Regions from separate parts of the Mus musculus genome. Here region 1 is linked to region 2. A link is a contact called in public HiChIP or PLAC-seq data. All regions are on one chromosome and are shown on one strand. The core of a region is the stretch at or near the end of the contact, and the rest is flanking DNA. Distances in the headings are between cores, read along the strand shown. Region 1 overlaps Elf1 (E74-like factor 1). Region 2 overlaps Dgkh (diacylglycerol kinase, eta).

Evidence for each region. HiChIP or PLAC-seq counts read pairs in DNA pulled down with a chosen protein or histone mark.
Region 1: a contact with region 2 is called in an H3K27ac HiChIP or PLAC-seq map of thymic regulatory T cells, with 4 times the contacts expected there. The contact joins two enhancer-like sites.

The regions. Positions count from the first base shown.
Region 1 is chr14:79,518,612-79,524,070 of GRCm38.p6, reverse strand. The region is part of intron 1 of Elf1 (E74-like factor 1); the gene reads right to left. It also overlaps the pseudogene Gm9243. Among named protein-coding and RNA genes, the nearest start is that of n-TEttc4, 40 kb to the right of the region's middle. Within about 2 kb of position 2,105, at least 131 of the 459 cell types and tissues checked have an H3K27ac peak or open chromatin away from gene starts, as enhancers often do. A contact at or near this core is called in thymic regulatory T cells, where this site is marked.
Region 2 is chr14:78,696,002-78,701,111 of GRCm38.p6, reverse strand. All of the region lies in intron 2 of Dgkh (diacylglycerol kinase, eta), which reads left to right. Among named protein-coding and RNA genes, the nearest start is that of Dgkh, 34 kb to the left of the region's middle. Within about 2 kb of position 1,726, at least 45 of the 459 cell types and tissues checked have an H3K27ac peak or open chromatin away from gene starts, as enhancers often do. A contact at or near this core is called in thymic regulatory T cells, where this site is marked.

The DNA.
Region 1 (5,459 bases), core at 856-3,355, 820 kb before region 2:
GAGGCCCATTATTACCCCCAAATTCACAACCTAATTTAATAATTTTTTAAAATGGAAAATTACAAGGTTTTCTTTCTTCCTTCCTTCCTTCCTTTCTCTCCTGTCCCCCACCCCTACCCCAGACAGGGTCTCATTGTTTATGCTATGGCCATGACCAGTCACAAATTTTAAAAACATGACTGTATTACATTCTTTGTACATGCTATTTAACTAAATCTTCATTCACTTAACTACCAGAAGGAAAACATATATATATATATATATATATATATATATATATATATAGCGAGAGAGAGAGACTAGTTGCATCTATGTTCTATATGGATTAAGTATTTTGAATAGATGACACTCGGCTATGAAATGAAGCAAGGCAATATCCATGACAGATTCAAACTTCATGGCCACTTACTACAGTCTGCTACCACCAGCATATCATTCAGGAAGGCTTTGCTTCTAAGGACACAGCTCAGTGGAGGAGCCCTGAGCACTCACCTGGCATGTGTAAAACCCTGGCTTTGATCCACAGCTCCCCAGAAAAGCACACTCCGAGGAGGAAGAAAAAAGCGCTTGCTTCAATTATTTCTTACAAATATACCATAAAGGCAACGTGCAGAGAAGACACACTGTAGTTCTTTAATCAGCCTGTGGCTTTGATTCCAGAATGGAGCTATCAGAGGTGTGAGTGCACCTATGCTTGCACTTAGTAGCTACAACCTCGGTGAGTATACAAAACTAAAGGCAATTAGGGCACAATCTTTGTCCTTAACTGGCTTGATTCCTAGGAAAGATTGGGAACAGATAACTAAATGTAAATGAATGTATTAAACAAATGCTGAGGGAGGGGGGGTAAATACTTGTGAGATGGAGGAACCCTTACAAGGGGGCAAGTTCATTAGTGATAACTCCCATCTGATCTTGCTAAGTTCTGAGACTGTGAAGGGGAGGGAGACATTCTAGTTAGAAGGAGCAATGCTGACAGTAACATTTAAATCTAAAAATGAGGTGGGACAACCTAGTAGAAAACAAGCTTTTCCAACGGGGAAATGAAATTGTCTCACCTCCTCAGCTGTCTTCAGCACTTGTGTGAGTTTGGACAGATTTCCCACATATAAGACACAATAGAAGCCAAGAAAACGTTAAAGGGCATACAGAAAAAAATCCAGCTGTCTACCCTCCATAGTAAGACCACAAAAACACATTTGGTTTTTTGTTTGTTTGTTTGTTTTTTACATTTCCCTCCATTATTTGAAATTAAATATACTTGATAAGGCCAGCTAGAGTAGTGCATACCTTTATTCTACAGAAGCAGGTGGACTTCCATGAGTTTGAAGCCAGCTTGGTCTATATAGTAGAGACACTATCTCAAAGTTAACATTAAATAAATAAGTGGACTCAGCAAGCCTGTTGATGGCTCTGTAGAACAGCGGTTGCAGCTCGGTGGTAACGAGCATGCCCCATTATGTGCACGCTCTGGGGTTAGTTCCCAGTTCTAAAAATAAAACGCATGACTCCTAAGTAATACCACCAAGACTGACTTCTGGCCTATATGTACATACATCTCACACGCCTGTGCACACATATGAACGTGTGTGCATGCATGCACAAAGTGCACAGTCCCTCAGGAATGACACCTCTGGCTCCTAAGAAGTGCCACCCAAGGTTGACCCCTGGCCTTCATACGCGAGCACACACACACACACACACACACACACTCACACTCACACTCACACTAAGGTATACTTGAGTATAGTTTGGTACAGGCCTATAACCCCAGCGTTTAGGAGGCTAAGTCAAGAAGATCATGAGTGTAATGCCAGCCTAAGTGCATATGGAGCCTTTCAAAAAACAAAACAAAATCACAAAAGGAAAAACCTCTTAAATGTGTAAAACTTGTATTTTCATATAAGTCCTATATCTAATGTCAAAGTGTTGCCAGATATCCACGCAATCTGTGTAACCCACCAAGAAGCCTACCATACATACCCCTAAAATCAACAAGTACGAAGTTTAATGAAACAACCTTTATGCTTAACTGGGCTCCCTGATGGGAAATTAAAGCAGCAACCGTACATCTGTGTCTCTGTTCCTCTCTTCGTGGTTTAACTGACAGGAAGCAGAGAGCAAGATAGAGCATACAAATGTCAACTATTTCCTGCCTTCTCTGCTGCATCTTACTTATAAATAGTTCAATTGCCTGTGTGCAAACACAATGAAGTATGATATCAGAAACATAAAAATGAAGAAAGACAATGAAAGTATTCTGGTGTTGAGAGCTAAGAGACAAAAGAACAATGTTCATGTCCTTTGAAGGACTCCTAGGAATGAATACCAAAGATCTGATAAAATGCTGTGGCCAGCCTTGTTGGCATAGGCCTGTGACCCGGCTACTCCAGAGCCCGGAGGAGGAAGATGGCTACACAGGCAAGGAAACCCAAGCAACTTAGTAAGAGCCCTGCTCCAAAGTTAAAAACTACAAAACATACTAGAGCCATTGCTAGAGCATGCAAAAGGCCCTGGGCCTAAGAGGTAGGAAAATAAAAACAAAAACAAAAACAACCACGCCCACATAACTGAATGAAACAGCAGAACATGTCCCCAAACCGTAAAGTCTGTCCTAGGAGTCTGGCAATTTGAAGAGTAACATTTGCTAGCCACCCTAACTAAACATTTCAAAACAAGGGAGGCAGAGGCGGCTGGATCTCTCTGAACTTGAGGCCAGCTGATCTACATAAAGCACTCTAGGCCAGCCAGGGCTGTATAATAGTAGGCATCTGTCTTTAAATAGACAAACAAAAAAACCCAGAAACCATGTAGCTGAGCAAGCAGCTGAGCATATCAGAGAGGTAGCATGGCTACCCCAAATGACTCAATAACACCCAACTGATTAATTTGCCACTTTGATCTTTGGGGGTTGGTTGGTTGTTCTGTGATAGTTCTCACACAACCCAAATTGTTCTCCACCTCTCTATGTAACAGAAAGATGACCTTGAACTTCTGATCCTCTAGTCTCCATCTCCAAACATAATGCCTACCATACAGGCACTCTATCAACTAAGCTAAGCTTAGAGTGTTGGGTTTTTATTTAATACAGCCTTTTGTCAGTCTCAGATTACTTGTGCCCCAAAACCCCAACAAACTACCCCCACTTTCTCATATGTCCAAAACTTGGTTCCTGTAATATATATCTACCATAAATAGGTGCTCAACTGATCATGCCTGTCAAACTAATAATCTTTATGAATGATAACTCACCACATGGTTAGGCAAAGTACAGCTATCTTCTCTATTAATATTGGGCAATTCTTACCTAGCTATAAATATAATCTACATCAACTATAATTTTATCAGGCTTCAGCATTCTATATTAATGTCCAAAACAACATTGTTCATATCACATAAGCCCATTGTGAGAATCCTGTGGCTTTTTTTTTCCTAAACAGAATTTAACATGTCCTTACTATTTATTTAGGTTTAAGTAAGGTTCTATGTTTCTAAAGTATAAAACCTTATATGATGGCTTGAATATACAGTTCTATTTTGCCTAATATTTCAAAGGAAAGGCTATAGCTCATTCTTTTTCAAAGACTATTAATATTCTAATTAATATTTCCAATTTAAACCTGGAATATTGGGCTGTAGGTATAGTTTAGTAGTACACCATTTACTTAGCCTATGTAAGGCTAAGCGGTATGGGAAGAGGGAAAGGAGAAAGAATAAGAATGTAAGGACTAAGGATACAGCTCAGTGGAGAAGTGATTTGCCTAGAATGTTCAGTGCCCTAGGTTTGATTCACCATCAATACAAATAAACAGTAAAATCTGCATATATATATATATATATATATATATATATATATATATATATATATATATGTAGAGAGAGAGAGAGTCTTCTAACATTTTCTAACAAGCTTAAGGAACACTTTAAATAAACACAATATATAAGGAATCTTTAAGCATCAAATATTCTGATTAGAAACATACTGAAGCCAATTTATGATTATTGGGCTTTCATTACAACTGAGGTGTTCCAGATGCACAAAGTAGCCTGCCTTCCAAGATGCCTCTCACAAACCTGCTCTGACTTCATGCAGACTATAGATGCAGTAACTTCCTACAGAGATTTTAAAAGAAGCACTGTGTCTAAATGCAAGTCTCTGTCAAACCTTAGAATACTTCTTATATTCAAACTGAAACTTTTTTTCTTGTGGTGCTACAAATTGAAGCAGGCCACCTGCCTGCTAGGCACACAGTCTACCACACAGCTACACTCCTGGCCTCAAGTCTGAAACTCTATATAGCAACCCAAAGCTCCCCCAATTAAGAACACAATAAAGAAATGCAGACTACGTGTGATAGTGCTTGCCTGGAATTCCAGGACTAGGATGCTGAAGTTAAAAGAGGCTGGAGAATTCAGGGCCAGCCTGGGCTAATTAGGGGGATCCTGTCTCAATAAGAGAAAGAATGGAAAAACAAACCAGAAGTGGGGGGATGACTCAAAGGTCGAGAGCACTTGCCGCTTCAGCTCTCAGCACCCTTGTCGGTCGTCGGTGCCTTACCAGTAACGAGCTCCACGGGAATCAGACAGCTTTGCTTTTTAATAAACAGGACAAAGAATTTTATAAACAGGAGGAACTGAAAATGTAATGAGAACTGAATCTACTAGAAGATAATGTAAAGGCGCATTTCACCTACTGCTAAAAAGCACATAAAATGGCAGATACCCCCTGCTAACCCCTTGTCTGTGAACGTTAAAGCAGTAAAGTTAGACCAGCAAAGCAGCAGCCTCCTCCTCAGCTCCCCTTTTTCCAAGGCCTGAGCTGAGCAAGGCCCAGAAACTTGGACCTCTACTTTCACTTTCTTCGAAAAAGGTCGATTTCTTCATCAAGTGCCCCGATATGCAAAAATACTCCACTGTAAAGTCGTGTTTGGCGTAAACTTTAATAAAATTAAATTTTGGCCACATAATTCTGTGGATATGACATCATGTACTTATCCAATACTTAGTTTCTGAACTATTGGCTCATTTCCAATGGCGCAGTACTGCAGTGATGCTCAAAGTCCTTCTCAGGCCCACAAAGGACCTAGAAACCTTGTCAGCACTTAATAGCTCAAAATGACCCTCATAATGCAACCGGGTGTCCGTTACACCCTCTAGGTGCACTGACTTGTGCAGTGTTGGGGCAAGAGCAACTTCAAGCTGGAGCTTGCCAGCCTCGGCAGGAGTCAAGGCTACACAGCCAAACCACACTACTTGTATTTTTACCAACTAGCACTGACAGCTTTTAAAACGTTTACTATTTTATGTGTATATGAGTGTTTTGCCTGCATGTATGTCAGTGTACCACGCACTTGTCTGGTGCCAGCAGAACACAGAGGAGGTCAAATCTCTTAGAACGGAGCTACACATAGCTGTGAGGTGCTGAGAATTAAACCCAAGAACTCTGGAAGGGAAGGCAG
Region 2 (5,110 bases), core at 477-2,976:
TAAGTTTGTTCTCCATGTTTGAGCGCATGCACTCACCTGGACACTGGCGCAGGCATGAGTCACAGGACAAACCTAGCCATCTTTACAGTGTGTCTTCTGCCAGCATCTACTCATTCATTCCTGCTCTGAAATTAGGGAAGTTCAGTTATGTCCCTCAGAATCAATCACGAAAAGTAACTAGCTTCCACCCTTTTCCCCTTTGACTAAATTAAATAAAGGGAACACTTGCAATTTTTTTACTTACCAGTGTCACAGTAAAAATATTAAGGTAGCCCTTGAAATGATTTAATGTTTTAGAAGTTCAAAAGAAGCTGCTGTCTCTCTACTGTAGTGGATGAAGTGCATTCGCGTGGTCCCCAGAACCTGTGATCCTCAGAGGTGGCAGAGGTACCCATCCGGCTACCCACACCATCCCCCGTCATCCCTCTCCCCATACCTTGAGCTTACATTTATTTAGTTGCTAGCATTACAGAGATTAATAAAACAGATTGGCATTTCACTATGTAGTTATTCTGTTTATTTGTTTGATCTTTTGAAACACAGTGTCACTACGTGGGTGGGGGCTCACCTCAGACTTGGAGCTGCCCTCCCAATCTGCTGGAATTAACATGTGCGCCTCCGTGTCTGGCTTCCTGCCGGTGTTTCAGCTGATCACTGGTCAGGGCATCTGTAAAAGCAGAAGATCTGTTTTTAATCAGTGCAGAGTTTTATTTTTGTTAAGTAGAATGAAATATTTTCAAGTAGACACCACTCTTGAAATGGGCATAGCCTGCCTGAGCCTTTGTCATTGAGCTGGAGAGTTATGATGCATGGGAACTGGAGCTGTATGGGTGTGTGTGTGTGTGTGTGTGTGTGTGGTGTGTTAGGACAGATAGACTTTCTGCCTCTGGTCAAAGTCTTGTAGGAAAGGTGTTGCAGGTTGTTGCCAGGGCCATGTGCATGCCGATCAAGTGTTCTACCATTGGCTTACCCTTGGTCTCACTTTCACCTCTTATGGATAGAAATTGTATAATAGAAGGCGAACTGTTTAACGCCTGCAAAAGCCTTTGAAACCAAGACCATGAGACTCCTCCTTCACGGTTGTTATGCTGACCAAAGGAGGAGAGTTAGAGTGAGCTTCAATCTTACTGTCTCTTTTGTACTTTTTTCTGGTTTAGGTCAAGTTGGTGACATTTGTTATGCGTGAGTATAAATTGGCTAGTAGTGTTTGACAGTGTACTAATCCCTCTGACTTGGCAAAACCCTTGGAGTATGAATTTTGAGCTGGCAGACTTGTGGTAGCCCCGCTGCTTCATAGCTCCTCACTGATCTAAAGGGAAAGAACTCAGTAACTAAAATATTTACTTCATCACCAAAGCATGTCTCCTGGGGCCAAGGACATCAATGAATAGGAGCTGTGTGTGTAAAAGTGCTATAAATCCCAGGTTCAGCTTCGCCAGTGTCACTGTGTTCCATGATTAACCTATAAAGAAAACACCTTCATTCTCTTAATTTGCAGATCTTCCCTTTGAAAGGGGACCTCTAGCTCATAACAGATATGTCCCCTAGTCAGTATTGCTGCTACCAGCATGTTTAGCCTACTTAAATGTTATTTATTAATGTCTACTGTTAGCTGTAACCACAAATTGAAATCTGAGTCTAGCGCAGATGGGGACTCTTTTAAGCCTCATGCTGTGACGGATGCTCATCTGTTGATCATGGTTACCATGGCGAGCACTGGCTGCTACCTGTTTCAGCCGCTTCCTCCTACTCTTTCCTATTTTTGGCCTCTCTTCATTTCACACAGTCCTCACCTCCACTCCGCCACCATTACCTCATTCCACCCTTGATTTCTGTGCTTTGAACCAAAACTTCCTATTTTTTTTGAAGGAACTAAATCTCTTGAGCAATTTTATACAATCCTAATTCTCATACACTAATAGTTTTTCCGCCCAAAGAGGCCACTTGAAATGCAGCTCCACTGTGCACGGTCACTGGCAACCCTCTGAGCGTGTCGGGCGGGGAATTCCAGGTCAGTGTTCATATCATGCCAAAAGCCCTTTGTAAATAAAGTTCTCAAAAGTTAGTGTATAATTAAAAAACAAAACAAAACAAAACCAATCAAGGCATCAAGACAGGGACTTAAAATAAATTACAAAATGTTCCTTGACCGGGACCAGGGAGATGCCTGAGTGGGCAAAGTGCTAGCTGTGCTGAGCTTGGATTCTCCAGCACCCACAGGTGGGACAAAAAGCCAAAATGAGGAATAGCTGTTCCCCGCCAGTGTTGGGGGATGGAGACAGGCAGATTCTGGGAGGTTTGCTGGTTATTTGGCAGAGATGAAATGAGAAGTTCCAAGATCAGTGAGAGACCCTTGCCCTAAAATAAAATGCAGGCACGCTCGTATGTACACACACACACACACACACACACACACACACACACACACACACACTGGCTGGCTGGCTGGCTGTGCTGCCCCCCCCCCCCAAGTTAAAGCACTATTCTTGTTTGCTGCCTGTGTAACAGCCTCTAGTACTGGATGGTTCAGCTAAGGCTGGAGAGATGGCTTAGCAGAGGAGAGTACTTACTCCTCTTCCGGAGGACCTGGGTTCAATTCCCAGCACCCACATGGCTTCTTTAACTCCAGATCCAGGGGATCTGATGCCCTCTTCTGGCCTCTCAGGGCACTGTATGCACGTGGTACACAGATAGGCATGCTGCTAAAACATGCACAGTATAAAAGAACATAAAAGACAGCGCAATTTTTGGTTGGACTAAGCAATGAGAGACCTACCTTTAAGTTTTGTGTGTGGATGCTTTGCTGTGTTGTTAGTCTCAGGACACCTTGCATGCCTGCCTTTGACTCGGTGACTGGTTGAAGGGAATCAGCCTGTAACACAGGGCTGGGAAGGAAAGAAACAGCACTGTTAGCAATCATGTTTTGTAAGAAAGCAGTAGAATTATTTTATACTTCCCATTTTCCCAGACATCTTACAACTCGTGAAGTTCAGCCTAATCACTCGTTATATTTGGCTCCGGGACTACAGAGCTCTAACGTTAAAATTTTGGTTCTTTTACTTTTTTAAAAAAAAATATCATGTGGCTCTTCCCAGAATATGTTAGCAACAGATTATTGATTTTGTTAAGAGAAAAAAAAAGTGTGCTGTTGAGATTTTTCTTAGCTGCAGATTTGATAGCACAGTTCACCGCAGGAGACCTGCTTACAGCTCACTGGTGGAATTTGATATAGACCAAGCTTTTATGATACCAAGAAAGAAATAATTGTTTTCGTTTGTGTATTTTAACACATTTGTGATGTTATAAATTGTAGCTAAGACTTTTCTGTTCCATTAAAATAAAAGCTTTCAAAGCTCTTCTCTACAAAGTTTTGTAGGGTATTAAATTACATGTGTAAATGTGGGTTTTTGTTTGTTTGTTTGTTTGTTTTAAAGAAAGTGAAAAATGTCCACTTTTTTTTTTTGCTTGCTTGCTTATCCAGTCTTCTCCGCAGTCTTGTTTAGCAGCAATTCTTGGTGCTATGCACTCACTGATAAGTGGATATTAGCCCAGAAACTTAGAATACCCAAGATACAATTTGCAAAACACAAGAAAATCAAGAAAAATGAAGACCAAAGTGTGGATACTTCATTCCTCCTTAGAATAGGGAACAAAATACCCATGGAAGGAGTTACAGAGACAAAGTTTGGAACTAAGCCGAAAGGATGGACCATCCAGAGACTATCCCACCTGGGGATCCATCCCATAATCAGCCACCAAACCCAGACACTATTGCATATGCCAGAAAGATTTTGCTGAAAGGACCCTGATATAGCTATCTTGAGTGAGGCTATGCCAGTGCCTGGCAAATACAGAAGTGGATGCTCACAGTCATCTATAGGATGTAACACAGGGCCCCCAATGGAGGAGCTAGAGAAAGTACCCAAGGAGCTGAAGGGGTCTACAACCCTATAGGTAGAACAACAATATGAACTAACCAGTACCCCCAGAGCTCGTGTCTCTAGCTGCATATGTAGCAGAAGATGGCCTAGTTGGCCATCACTGGGAAGAGAGGCCCCTTGGTCTTGCAAACTTTATATGCCCCAGTACAGGGGAAAGCCAGGGCCAAGAAGTGGGAGTGAGTGGGTAGGGAGCAGGGCAGGGGGAGGGTATAGCGAACTTTCAGGATAGCATTTGAAATGTAAATAAAGAAAATATCTAATAAGAACAAAACAAAACAAACAAACAAAAACCCCCGTCTATAGCAGTCCTTCCACCAGACTGTTAATACATTCTGCAGCCTAGCCTTTGAGAAAACAGATAGTATGTAGAAGACTCAAGGCGGCTTTAATATTTTGCCCGTATCATGAATTTAACATTTGTAAAACTGGTGCCGGTTTTTTTCCAAGTGTGGGTTAGATCTCAGGCAGAGTTTAATACTGGAAAGGACAGCATTGCAAACTTCAGAGCAGAAGGTACGTCATCAGAGAAAGCATCAGGACCCGCTTTGGTATTGATCATCACTGGTGACACTTGGCTAAGCTGCAAGCCAACAAGGGCTATAGTCCTCTGCCTGAGAAACCAGAAGATGCTTAGTAATGAGCTCATCCAGCAGGTGACAGGTGCAGTGTTCAGAACACTGCTCATGGAAAGCAGAGATGAAGTTGGAAAGCAACTGCCTGTGGCCCCCGTCTTGACCTTATTCTCTGTTGAGTGGGAATGTTCGGGAGATTGAGGTCAGCCCGCTGAGCGACAAGGTTCAGGGAACTCATTTCTGTTCTGTCTCACGACAGTATGGGCTGCTGAGCATCCTCATTAAATGTAGTCTTCTTCTATTTCATCCACGTAGAATTAGGATAAAAATACCCAGTTATAATGTGGGCTGCAAAGGGACCTTGGGGTTATTGGAGGAGAATTTTAAGGTCTGATTTTAGTATAGCTCCCTCTATGGGTAAATGTAATCTTATTCCTGTGAAAAAAGGGTTTTTTTTGGGGGGGGGAATGATATAGAAAATTCAAGTGAATTTCATAATTAAAAAAGCATGACTATCTTGTTAAAGTTGCTTCTATTCTTTTATTTTCTTCAGCTAAAATGACTTTTTGCAATGTTCATATGATTCCACTTTAAAGT